Regions from separate parts of the Mus musculus genome. Here region 2 is linked to region 1. Evidence: chromatin contacts called from public Micro-C data. All regions are on one chromosome and are shown on one strand. The core of a region is the stretch at or near the end of the contact, and the rest is flanking DNA. Distances in the headings are between cores, read along the strand shown. Region 1 holds the start of Foxa2 (forkhead box A2). Region 2 holds the start of Thbd (thrombomodulin).

Region 1 (6,750 bases), core at 1,993-4,492:
GCAGCAATATTGACCCCGTCTCCCACAACCCCACCCCCTGCAACGAACTCCCACCTTCCTCCCATATCCTTGCAATAACCAATAAGTTCGTTTAATTTTGAGAGAGAGAGAGAGAGAGAGAGAGAGAGAGAGAGAGAGAGAGAGAGAGAAGGAGAAGAAAGGATACAGGGATAAAATCGGCAATAACACTTTAATATAGATTTGTGGAATTCTGGCCATTCTAGCCAGAACACACATTTATAAGCCATAAATAAAGCACGCAGAAACCATAAATTAAATCAGACCCGAGACCTGGATTTCACCATGTCCAGAATGGGATGTGTTTTTCTCCTTTCTCCTGGTCCGGTACACCAGACTCTTACATTATTTTTCTTTCCTCTTTTCAACATCAGTACAACCCTCTGGTTTTCTGTTAAAACTACATGGTTTTACACCAAGTCACTCACAAAAGTTTTTTGTTTGTTTGTTTGTTTTTAAAGTCAGACTTTTCTGCAACAACAGCAATAGAGAACAACAACAAAAATCAAACTCTGCAGATGTCTTGAGAAGCAGTAGTCTACATAGAGGAGACCAAAGGCTCCTTTAAAACAAGTTTATATGTATACATATATATTTCCATTCCCTTCCCTATTTAGAATGACAGATCACTGTGGCCCATCTATTTAGGGACACAGACAGGTGAGACTGCTCCCTTGAGGCCTGAAGTGTGGTGGCTACTTTTCCTCAAAGCTCTCCCAAAGTCTCCACTCAGCCTCTCATTTCCCTTGTCCCCAGTGACCAGAGCTAGCAGGGCCTGAAAGCCATCTTCTTAGGATGAGTTCATAATAGGCCTGGAGTACACTCCTTGGTAGTAGGAAGTGTCTGCAGCCAGGGGCGAGGCATCCAGGCCCGCTTTGTTCGTGACTGGGCCCATGGCCAAGCTGCCTGGCATGGGGGAACCATAGCCCCCTGGGTAGTGCATGACCTGTTCGTAGGCCTTGAGGTCCATTTTGTGGGGCTGATGGTGGTGGTGGCTGTGGTGATGTTGCTGCTCGGACGACATGAGGTTGTTGATAGAGAAGGGGTGGTTGAAGGCGTAATGGTGCTCGGGCTTCAGGTGGGCCTCTGGTGGCAGGCCTGGGTGGTGAGGTGGGCCCAGCAGGTGGGCTGCAGCCTGCTGCTGCTGCCCAGGCGAGGGCGCCGGCTCGGGAGGACTCAGCGCAGAGGCAGGTGCTCCCTTTAGCTCGCTTAGGCCACCTCGCTTGTGCTCCTGACACGGAGAAGCGCTGGAATGGGGGGACTCGGTGCCCGCCGGAGTCTCGGAGGCCGAGCCCGCGGCCTCCCCGAGCTGAGCCTGAGAGGCCTGGGACCCAGGAGCGGTCTTCTTGCCTCCGCTACTGGCCGCACCCGCGGCTTCCTTCAGTGCCAGTTGCTTCTCACACTTGAAGCGCTTCTGGCGGCGCAGGTAGCAGCCGTTCTCGAACATGTTGCCCGAGTCTGGGTGCAGGGTCCAGAAGGAGCCCTTGCCAGGCTTGTCTGGCGAGCGGGGCACCTTGAGAAAGCAGTCGTTGAAGGAGAGAGAGTGGCGGATGGAGTTCTGCCAGCGCTGCTGGTTCTGCCGGTAGAAAGGGAAGAGGTCCATGATCCACTGATAGATCTCGCTCAGCGTCAGCATCTTGTTGGGGCTCTGCTGGATGGCCATGGTGATGAGCGAGATGTACGAGTAGGGAGGTTTGGCGTGTGTGTAGCTGCGTCGGTATGTCTTGGGGTCCCGAGCGCGGCTCAGGCCGGCCTGCCCGTACATGGGGCTCATCGAGTTCATGTTGGCGTAGGGGGCAAGGCCACCCATGGCCCCGGCCGCCTGTCCCCCGAGCGGGCTCAGACTCGGACTCAGGTGAGGTCCCATGCCCGCCACGCCGGCCGCCCCGGCTGAGCCGCTCATGCCCGCCATGGCGCCGGCGCCCGGGGACATGCCAGCTAGCGACGGGCTCATTCCAGCGCCCACATAGGATGACATGTTCATGGAGCCCGCGCTCATGTTGCCGGAACCGCCGCCCATGGCAGCCGCGGACATGCTCATGTATGTGTTCATGCCATTCATCCCCAGGCCGGCGTTCATGTTGCTCACGGAAGAGTAGCCCTGCGGACAGAGCCCGGGGAGGAGACAGGTTAGCACCTAGGCTGAGCTCGCCCGATCTTCCCACCCACCCACCAGTTGGACCCAGTCCCCCGCAATTCGTGCAAGCCTCTGGAATCTCTTGCTTTCCCTGGATCCCAGTGCACCAACACCAAGTCCTCTGGGCCCCAAAGAGAGCCGGAAAAGAGATCGCCCTAGGGCCAGCGGGACCTGAGGCTCAGCCTCGCCCAGATTCTAGAACTTCAGTGACCTGGACCACCGCCAACTCAGGCGCCCCAAATGTATTTTACTCTCCCTAGGGGCTCCTCAAATCAGCTGGCCAGCACACTGAGTCAGCACCGAGGCCGGAAATCTCCGTTGCTATCCCAGGTAGTCAAAAGCCACCTTTGGAACCTCACTGGGGCAGTCTCAAGCGAAAATCATCTCAGTGTCCTCTATTCTGGGGTTTCGTACCGGGACCCCACTCCTTAGTCATAGGGGAGTGAAGCGCAGTGCCTGCACAGAGTCCGGGAGCAGCTGGAGGCATCGCGTGGAGGAATAAGGAAGGGACCGCCAACTCGGCTAGGAACTGTTAGTGTCCCGGCTTCGTAGCGACAAACTTTTTTTCTCTTTGTCCACTGGTCTTTGATTCTTTGCCTGTACCTCTGTCCCCAACTCCTACCCACCTTCTCTTCCCCAGCTCCCCACCCCCTCGCCAGCCGACCTCCCACCCCTCCCCAGCCGCGCGCTGCCAAACATAACTCTGTTAGGATAGTGCGTGGCTCGGCCACGAAGAGGATTTGGAGGCGCCGCAAGTCAATATTTGATCACAAAGTTAATATTATCTCAAGGCTAACAGTGTGTCGTATAAAAAAGAGACCCATTTGAGTAGAAGGAGGGCGGAAAAGGCGGCTGTCCAGGAAGGCTAGAGGTGGGGGGGCGGGTACCGGTGAAGGGAGCGTGCGGAGGCTGGGGACGCGGAGATAGCTGTCACCCCACTTCTCCCTGGCCAGGGCAAGAGCTTACCTCGGGCTCCGCGTAGTAGCTGCTCCAGTCGGATGGCTCGTGCCCTTCCATCTTCACGGCTCCCAGCATACTGGAAGCCGAGTGCATGGCGGTTTAAAATTTAACAGCCACAACAAACGACCAGCAATCAGCCCCCACCCCCACCCTCTTAAAAAAAAAAGTCAGCAATGGTACCGTCCCCTCCCTCCCGCCCTCTCTCGCGCTCCCCCTCTCTCCCTCTCTGGACTCCACTTCCTCTCTCTCTCCCGCGGCCTGCGGCGGGAAGTAGCTGGGAGTGGGCGGGAAGGTGGCTGGCGGAGGAGGGGGCCGAAGAACCCTGGAGGCCGGAACCCGAGACTCGCCGTCGGGCGTGCACTCTGTCGCCGCGCTCCCGGGGCTGCCGGTGCAGGCTGAGGCTGGCAGTGTCGAGCTGCCGGGAGGCGGCGGGAAGCTAGCGGCGTGGGGGCGGGCGGGGGGAGAGCGAGAGGAGGGGGAGGAGGAGGAGGAGGAGGTGTGGACCGCGCAGCGGACAAGTGCCGCAATGACGTGAGCGGCTGGTGATATAGCGCGGTGCGCTGGCGCTGGCCTCCAATCCCCAGACCCCGGGCAGCCCATTTGAATAATCAGCTCACACTTAGGTGAGAGGAAGCCAGGGCTAGCGTTCCGCACCTGCCGCTGGGCGCCCCGAGCTAGCCCATCTCCTGCTGTCCCTGGCACTCCCAAGACCCCGACCTGCAAGCAGGCGTGCTGGCGCCCTGGTGGAGTCCCTTCCTTTACGTCCACGGGGAGTCTTCCGTGGACCCAGAGACCTGGGATCAAGCCACCCTTGGAGAAACTCAGGTCTCCTGCTCCCGCCCCGCCCCTCCTCATCGCCCCAAGCACGGGGTTCGTCAATCCGAAGGCGCGTACCGCCTTGGTGGCCTGCAAAGCGAGGCAAGCCAGATTTATTTATCTCGGGTTTCCTCCCTTTTAGTGCACATTCCCTGTCAAAACAACAAGCAGGTGACAGCCAATTTGCAAAGCGCTGTCCTATTTAGAAAAACTGTGTACACACCTTTAACTCGCTGGCCGCTGCTCCGGAGGCCCCTCCCCGTTACAGTTAAGTCCCGGGGCGGCCTCAGGAGGCGCGTAGGACTCGCGTGGTCTGGCCGCCCTGGTCGTCAGTTACCTCAGTCCTCTTTCTGGCTACCCACCTCAGTCGGCCTGGAGAGACCCGTTTAGCTGCAGCCAATACCCGGGAGGCAGCGATTTGCCTCTGGCATGAGGGCCTCGGTGTTTCAAGGTTACTTTTCAGTTAAATCCAAGGTGCCCAAAGCATTTCGTAACTAAAACAAACAGGGCAGTAGGTGGGGGTAGGGCAGGAGAAAAAAAATCAATAATGGGCCTTGTGGGATGACTTCAGGAGGATCTGTGTTCTCTGCCTGCAGAGACCAGGACTGTCTTATAAAAATTGAAAATTTCAGTTTCTTTTCTCTTTAGCTTCTAGGTGTTAAAAAGTGTCATTTGAAGTGTTGTCTTCTGCCTTTGAGGCAGAGGCAGGAGGATCTCAGAGAAGTCTAGGCTGACCTAGTCTATAGAGTGAGTTTCAAGACATCCGGGCTACAGAGAGAAACCTTGTCTCCCCAAACAAAACAAACATGAAAACAACAGAGTATGTCATTTATATTGTTAGCTACCAAGACCGAGACTAAGGTAAGCCTAGATTTTGGAGTGGAGGGTCTTGCCGGCGTTTTTATGTGGACAGTCTTTCTTGGTTCTGAAAATGTGACTAGGATGTAGGGATACAGTCCCAAACTCTTCTCTCTAGGAGATGGAGAAAATAGGAAATAGTTGGCCCAAATCCAGGTGTCCACAATTTCGTGTGGTAGAAGAAGAGTACATAGAGGTGGCAGGTACTGGGGTGAGCTTTGAGCATGGAAGCCTGAATGAGAATGGAAGCCAGATTGGAGGGTAAAGAAAGAGGTCAGCATCCTTTTGGACTGAAGACGCAGCAACATCAGTGCCCTTTGCTGCTGAAACGCACATAGTATGGACAGATAAGGTATTAATGTGTCATCTGAAGCAATGCAGAGCACGAGTCCCTCAAAGGCAACGCCTGTTTTCCCGCTGAAGGTGAATCTGACGTGTTCACCTAGTGAACACAGGGAACCCAGAGAGATCAGATCCTCCAGCATCTTCCCCAGGACCCCACAAGGATGACCGCAGACTTGAAAAAGAGGGGTGCACATGTTGTTTATAGATGCAGCTATTTTTCAAACTTAAAGCAAAAAAAAAATGCAGGCACCCAACTCCCCCCCCCCCAAGAGAGACACAGAGAATCACAGAGAGACAGTTCCACTCCCCACCAGAGAGAGAGAGAGAGAGAGAGAGAGAGCTCCATCCCCAGAGAGAAAAAGGCAGACAGAGACTGAGACAGCATTCTAGTTCTGTCTAGAGATCTTACATGTCGAAGTACAGTACACGCGCACGCACACACAACAAGGACAGTTCTCTCAGGAAGTGAAACTCAAGATATCAACATTCCGGTTTATTCTGTCCGTCGGTCTGTCTGTCCGTCTGTGTCTGTCAGTTGGTCTATTCCACCACCCCTCTCTGTTAAATGCCAGGGTATTTGTAAGCCTGTGGGCTGCACTGCTCTTTGATTGTGCTCCCAGCTGAAATTTGATCCCAGAAATTATTGCACGTGTAAAATTAGTTACCAAGCGCTGGGAGAGTGGGTACGCGGAGCAAAGCATGCTTCTCTCAGATCTGAGAATTCCTACCGTCCCCTCAGACACTGTGTGTGCTCAGATCTCAGGATAGCTGGGAGCGCTAACATCCAACTTCCACAGTGACAGGGCGCCCCCTGTCGGCCGCGAGGATTTCGGGGTCAACCCCAGTCCGGTCTTTTAGCTTTTGGAATCCTAATCGCGCTCCAACTGCTGTCCCTGGGCACCTTCTTCTGGCCCCATCTCCACCCAAGTGCTCCGCGTGGAAGTGAACACAGCCAAACCCGCGTCTAGTCTCCTAGCTCCGAGAAAGGGTGGGTCTGCGCATGACGCCACCTGGAACATTGGAGTAGAGGTGTCTGCGACCATCCCAGCACCACTGGCCGCTGGCATTCAGTGACCAGCCGGGGAGCGGGGCGCTCGTAGACTTCCGAGCGAGCGGAAACATTCTGGCAGCCCGGGGTCTCTCCCTAGGCCTCTGGCTTTGCAGGCGCTCGCTCTCGTTGGCGCGTACGCCGGTCCTCCCCGGAGCCGCCGTGATTTCTAAAGGTTTATTCAGAGCCCTGGCACCAGACCTTCAAGCTGGAATGCTGCAAACTGCCCCAGGTGCCTCTCTCCAGGAAAAAGTTCTCGGGAGCTCCCGCTGCACACAGATGTAGCTCTGATCCCCGGACAGTCTAAACCTCACCTGGGGCCGAGCCATACAAAGCGTTCCTTTGCCTGCTCCCTCCCTTTCGTCCCTTCTTCAGTCCAGCACTGCAGCGACAGTGTAAAGCCTCTTTACAAATGACCACTGATCTCCTAGGTTTGTTTTTGTTTTTGTTTTTTATTCTAGAAGTAGTGCTGGCGGCAATAGGGGCCCCTCTGATTTGGCCTCAAATATTGGCTATCTCTGCTGTCGCTGGAGAGAGACTGAGATCCAGTGTCCCTTAGCAAAACTGC
Region 2 (6,750 bases), core at 2,998-5,497, 360 kb after region 1:
CAAAAAAAAAAAAAAAAAAAAAAAAGGGTCCAAGAGCCCAGTGTCACAAAGACAGTAATGCTTATCATTGCCAGCAGGAATGATGATGGCTTCACAACATATGGAAATGACACCTTGGCGTTCAGAAATAATACATGAATCCAAGCCATAGACCTCTCATGACAACTTGAGTTTCGAATGTCAGATAACAGCGAATATTGAAGCACACACAGAACGACCCTCAGCTAGGAGGCCAAAGATCCCTCAGATCCCAGAGTGTGTCTGAAAACACAGACATGAGGCCTCCAGTATAAAGTTGTTATGGTCATACACATAAAAAAAATATCTGCGCATACAAAAATACAAACTCCTGTTACATGGAAAATGACCTCCTCTTGGAAGATAAAGTCAGAGACTGTGTTGCTAGCAGGTGGTAAGGTGCAGGCCAGCCTGTAATGTATCTCCTGAAGTTGCATTGTTTGTGTGTATAAAATAAGGTTTAAAACGTGAAGGGACTTGGAGAAGAGAAAAGAAGGAGATGAGACATCCATCAGTACACTGTCATCTATTTATTTTGTACATGTGACGTCATAAGCAAAGGCTTTGCTTGTGTTCTAGCGAAACTCCAATAAATAAATATGTACAAATATGCTGAGCTTACAAAACCGTAAAGAAAAACCTTTCTTTACAAAAGATACACATATAATACATTTGTTCCTTACACTAACATATGAACTCATTCCTAGCTTACTTAAAACAAAACCCTTCTGGACTCTGTGTGGCACTATCTAGAGGTGTGTACCTTCTCATTTTATTGTATCCAGAAAGCAAAGCTATGCAGAGAAAATTCCTCAGTTTCTTGATAATAAATGGCCTTAACATGGCCTGCTACTTATTATTAACCGACATTTAAATGTTCTACAAAGGTTGGAAACTCTTAAGACCAGTTGTCCTGAAATGACTGGACAATGTCCCTGTGGATGTTGTCAAAATGCAGATTCTTATGAACTGGCACACTGGGGTGGGGCAGGGGTGGGGGCTAGGATTTTGCAATTCTAGCCAGATCCCAAGCGAGGTCCCAATTCTTGTGTACAGGCCAGTGGCCAGGGCTAGAAGATCCCTCTGAATTACGAGATATTGTTCAAGAGTCTCATTAAAAGAAAGCCCCATCTAGGCACCCCCAGACTCCATTCCCAAGTTTCCATGTTTCCCTCAGCAGCACATTGCTTGTATTTCGGGACTACAAGGGGCAGGCACAGTTGAGAGTCAGCTCGGCACGAAGCACACAACTCATGCTTTACTGGAAGGTGCTTCCATCTGTCAGGCTCTGATATGTTGAGGCAGGACCACATACATCCTTGGAAAGCTATGAATGTGGCCCAGTATGTCTCAAGATAGCAATGTCCTATTGTCATGTCAAAGGGTTGGACAAAGGATCCTCTGCACATTTTGAACACTGTCAAAAATTAATAACACTGTAGAGCCTGCATAAAAATCTTAACAATAATGACCTCTTTTGTCATTCCCATTCAAAACAACAGCAACAATCATAAAACCCAGGCTCACCCTTTCAAAAACAAAGATTTCAAAAAAAAAAAAAACCCTACTTCCTTAAGTTTATTTTCTGTGACATTCCAGCACTATTGACTAGTTAGTGTTCAGCTGAAATATTTTAGCTTTTGTTAAAATTCTTTTGCTTTGGTTACCTGAAATTTCTGACTAAATACCCAAAGCCAGTGAAAAAGAACGTTTTCTGCTTTTAGTGTTTCTTTTCTGTTTCACATAAGAGTTTGGAAACAACGGTAAGGGCAAAGTTATGATCAGGTTTGGGGAGGAGAATGACAGGAGGGGGGGAATGGAGGGACTGAGAAAGCTGTGGGGGGCTGGAGACTTACAAGCAGAAGAAAACTGGAGGGAAGAAAATACTAAATACTTTAAAAAAAATAAATATCTGGGTCATCTCCAGCCCATGGGGTCAAGGTTTGCCTTCAAGCCTACAGATCAGCAGCACTAGGAGGTGAGGTGAGGGACTGGGGTACTCTGGGATCTCCGCTGTATTTGCCACCTCCGCCCAGTTGTCCAGTATCTACTTGGAAGAAACTGGGCTGTCCTGCTTCAAGTCCTCCCTACCCTCGCTTGTCCTGAGAGGATGGGCTCTTCTCTGGTTATTATACCAGCCAGGGTGCTTTTAAGTTGCCAGAGAACACAGCTGGGAGGCTGGAGAGAGAGAGAGGAGAGGAGAGGTACAGAGCCCGGAAAGACAAAGGCCACCTGGGTCTCTGGAGCAAATCCCTCAGAACTTCTGCAGCGTCCGATCAGTCCTGACGTGCTGCAGCACTACCTCCTTGGCGGAAGATGCGCACTTGTACTCCAGCTCTGCACGAGCAGCGCCCTGCTTCTTGCGCAGGTGACAGAGAAGCGCCAAAAGCGCCACCACCAGGGACAGGCTGGCAATGGAGATGCCAATGAGCACGCCAGAGTGCACTGGCCTTGCAGAAGGGGGACCTGTCGGAGAGCCTGGCGTAGGGCTGACTGGAGGCTCCCCAGAGCCCTCCTCTTCCTTGGTGTCTTCCCTAACAGGGATGGGGTCACAGTCTTTGCTAATCTGACCAGCAAGGGCTGTGTCAGGCCCGCAGATACACTCATAGGAGCCAGGGAAGTTTCGACATTCACTGGTGAAGCATTCGCCTTGACTGCACTCATCAATGTCCGTGCATACGGAACCCTCGTCCAGGATGAAGCCTTCAGGGCATTCACAAACAGTAGGAGAGTTAGGGTCACAGTCTGCTGGGCACGAAGTTTCATTGCAGAACATTTCGCACTTGTGCGGTTCATCCGGCTTGGGTGCGAAGCCTGGAGCGCAGATGCATCGGTAGTCGGTGGGGCTCACTGGCTGGCACTGAAACTCGCAGTTAGATCCGAAACACGGATCCAGAAGCTCCACGCACTCTCCATCCACCAACTCATAGCCATCATAGCAGAAGCATTCGAAGCCGCCCTTGGTGTTAACACAGAGCTGGGGACATGGATTGGGCCCCTGCTTACAGTCATCCACGTCCTCACACCGGTGTCCGTCTGCAGCCAACTGGTAGCCTGTCTCACACATACAGGAGTAAGAGCCTGGCACTTCAGCGTTGCTGACACAAAAATGCTCGCAGAGTTCGTTGCACGATTGAACCACAGGTCTTGCACACGAACGTCCATCGGCCTGCAGGTCCATGTCTCTGGGGCAGAGGCATCTGGGTTCATTCGTGCTCCTATTGCACAAGTACTCACAGCCACCATTCTCCACGCTGCAATTCCAGGCTCCTGTCGCTTCCCAAGCCCAGTGTCCCTCTGAAGTTCCGGGCGGGGCCCTGCACACCAGCTCCAAGCCAAGGGGCTCCACCGCGGCGGAACTGCCTACCGGCAGCGTTTGAAAGTCCGCACCACTGACCCCGAACGGGGTGTTGTAGGTACTAGAGATGTGGGCAGCCTCAGGATCGCGAGTATTCACCGTCAGAGGCCTGCAGGAAGCTGTGAAGTAAAACTCACAGAGGAAACCCTGGGTCTCAGTCTCGCATGGCTTCTCTTCCCAGGCCGGCTCGCCGGGTGCAGCTTCAGTTGCTGTCGAGACCGTGACGCACAGAGGGCCGCAGAGTGGAGCCGTCTGGTCGTTGGGCCGCGCCCACCTGCTGTAACTGGTGTGGTTATCGCCAGTAACCCACTGGAAGCCGCGCAGGGGCCCGAGATGCACCGGGTCGTCACAGCCCTGCGGGAGCTGTAAACCGATCCAGGGCCCTAAATCCATACTGCTCTGGCTCAGCAGAAGGGAGATGACATCGGCAGCCACTGAGGAGCGCACTGTCATCAAATGTCCTTGCAGGCGCTGGCAGGCCTGGCTGGCATCGAGGAAGGTCGCGGGGCCCTGGAAAAGCGCGAAGCACTCATGCTCCACGCATTGACTGCCTGTGGGCTGCAGCTTGGCTAGTGCGGAGAGCCCCAGGCTAGCTGGAGCCAGCACACCCAGAAAGAAAATCCCAAGCATGCTGTCCAGGGGTGCACCGTGCAAGTTCCGAGAAAAGCTAGCCCTGCGCTGGTGCAGACACCCAGTCCAGGCAGAGGGGTTTCCGTATGCCTGCGGCGACAGCAGCTAGCCTCTATCACAACCTAGACGTTTCTAGCCCAGGCTCCTAGTCCCTGCGAGGCAGCCTCTAACATGCCACTCCGCTGAAGCTCCAGTTTATAAATGCGCGGCCCTCCCTCTTTGCACGTTCGGGAAAAGGAAGGAAGTGCCTGGTGGGAAGGGCTGATGCTGCGTTCTCGGATTACTGGGTTCTCCGGACGCCTTGCGCCCGCCCTCCAGCCTGGGATCACCTCTGCGCGATGAGTTAAAAAGTCTGTCTGGGCGTTGGGAGGCCCTCGGGCGTGGCCTGCAGGCGCCACCACAGAACAGAACTGTGTCAGCAAGACGACAGTTCCTGCCCCAGACTCTCCGGTATAGCCCGCGGGTAGCCTGTGTTTAAACCTCTACACACGTACACACACTCAGACGCGAACACACACACACTCACACTCACACTTCCACATAGATGCTACCAAAGTTTGGAAGATGGTCCGGTTGGTGGGGCAGGGAAAAGAAAAGTCCAGTAGAGGTGTGTCTGAGACTTGCAAGACTCTGAAAAAGGTGAGCTAAATGCAAGGCAGGAACTCAGGAAGCCTGGCTGCATTGACAATCGGAGGTTTAGGTCCCAAATGACCTTGGAGGAGGCCAGGGGAAACAATACTAGGGCAGCAAGAGGAGAGAGTGGTCTAATAACCCCAAACCCTTCTCCAGTCTCCATTCCTCTCCTGTTCTGAGCAGGCATCTCCAAGGCCAGACCCTATCTAGTTGCTTGAGAACATCGTGCAAGTTTTGTCTGGGCTCAGAGATCATGGCCCCCTTTCCCAGTTCAATTCCTGCAGAATCCTCTGGGGAAGGTGTGTTGCGTTCCTTTGTTCTGGTTTGTTTTGTTTTCCTCCAAGCCTATCTCAGACCCCTCAATGAAACTGGCCCCGGGGTGGGGAGGGGGGGAGGGGGCTTTGCAAGGAGACTGTATGAGCTACAATAGAGCCTACTTGGTTCCTTTTGACGTGATCATTTCCATCGTCATTTGAGAGTCTCAAAAGATAGAGGTGCCTACACAATCCGTTTGCTCACAAAGGGCATTGAAGAGGAGTGTCTTGTGGGCAGCTGGGAGGGGAGGAAGGGAATCTGTCACTTAAGACTTTTAGATGCTAAGCACTCACCAAGAATGTGGAGGGCTGTGTTCAAATCAAAGCTTAGCCACCTCCTCCCCACCTCTCTCATCTGCCTATTCCCCAAGCGTGCGCGTCATCACACACACACACACACACACACACACACACACACACACACACCAAGAGGACCCTGCACTCCGTGGCAGTCACTTCCACCCCACTGCCAGGAGGCGGTGCTGTTGAACTCTAGACCAATCCAAGGACAGTAGAGCATTACTTACTACAACTGCTACGGAGCAGCTCAGACTGCCTGGAGCAAAGCTGAAGGTTAGGAAATTCGTCTGTGGGAAGCCTCGCGAAGTTCCCATGGCTTACAAATGAATAGCTTCTCTGGTTCAGTACAGCTCGGACTTTAGATGAGAACAGAAGGCTGCGGTGTCCTCACGTGGAGAAAAACATTCACAGAGGGACGCGTGGCCAAGAGGGTGAAATGAGGCAGGCAGATTTCTGAGTTCGAGGCCAGCCTGGTCTACAAAGTGAGCTCCAGGACAGCCAGGGCTATACAGAGAAACCCTGTCTCAAAAAAACCAAAAAAAAAAAAAAAAAAAAAAAAAAAAAAAAAAAAAAAAGAGGGTGAAATGAAAGCACTGAAATTGTAAAAAGAAGCAGGTGGAACATCCTCCATCTGCTTGCCCATGTGGGACTCTGTCTCTGTCAAGCCAGAGCTGGGACCTGTAGAGTCCACCACCCCCTTGACTGACGTTGTCTTTATTGGGTCAAAGCTGCCTCAGCTCTCCAGGAAAGAAAACTCCAGAGGGAATGGGAATAAATATAGCAATGCCTGGGTCCTAGGAAAGAGAGAAGAATGACTAGGGGTTGGACAAGGGGATAGCCTCTAGAGAAGGGGGCAGCTTTCTTATGTGGGATGGGACCTCCAGGGGCACTGTTCCAGAGTAGGGGCATCCCCTAGGTAGAAGACAACAGGGCATGGACCAGAGGCACTGTCTGCAGAGTGTGAACTGGTGGGATTATTCAGTGCTGTGAGAGCATGGAATTAAATGGTGGTTACCCTCCTGAGTGGGGACTTTTCAATACGACAACTGCCTTAATTAGGGTTTCTGTGGCTGTGAGAAAACACCATGACCAAACGCAACTTGAGGAGAGAGCAGTTTGTTTCATCTTCCTGCTTAAGGTTCATTGTCCAGAGGAGTCAGGGCGTGAACCTAAGGGCAGGAACGGACACAGAGGCCAGAGTGAAATGTTGCTTACTGCCTTGCTTCTCAATGGTTTGCTCAGCTTGTCTTCTTATATCACCCAGGACCAACCAGCCCAAGAGTGGCACTTCCCACAAGGAGATGGGCCCGTCCACATCAATCATCAGTCAAGAAAGTGCACCACAGGCTTGCCTACAGGCCAATCAACTGGGGGCATTTTTACAACTGAGCTTCTCTCTTCCCAAATGACTATTGTTGGGAGCCGCCCCCACATTCGCCGTTACAAGATGGCGCTGACATCCTGTGTTCTAAGTGGTAAACAAATAATCTGCGCATG

Evidence for each region. Hi-C and Micro-C count contacts between places; a contact is called where the count stands out from the background.
Region 2: a contact with region 1 is called in a Micro-C map of embryonic stem cells, with 4 times the contacts expected there. The contact joins the promoter of Thbd here to the promoter of Foxa2 in region 1. A contact is called at or near these places in 12 of 39 promoter capture datasets (the 3T3-L1 cell line, cranial neural crest, embryonic stem cells and 6 more), 15 of 484 Hi-C or Micro-C datasets (LSK cells, adipose-derived mesenchymal stem cells, embryonic stem cells and 2 more) and 5 of 115 datasets of contacts at active chromatin or transcription factors (embryonic stem cells and extraembryonic endoderm stem cells).

Annotation. Positions count from the first base shown.
Region 1 is chr2:148,042,706-148,049,455 of GRCm38.p6, forward strand. Foxa2 (forkhead box A2) reads right to left here and starts at 3,243. Exons shown (of 2, transcript NM_001291065.1): 1 at 3,122-3,243; 2 at 172-2,119. The coding sequence starts at 3,208. The coding sequence ends at 809.
Region 2 is chr2:148,403,941-148,410,690 of GRCm38.p6, forward strand. Thbd (thrombomodulin) reads right to left here and starts at 4,248. Exons shown (of 1, transcript NM_009378.3): 1 at 531-4,248. The coding sequence starts at 4,006. The coding sequence ends at 2,273.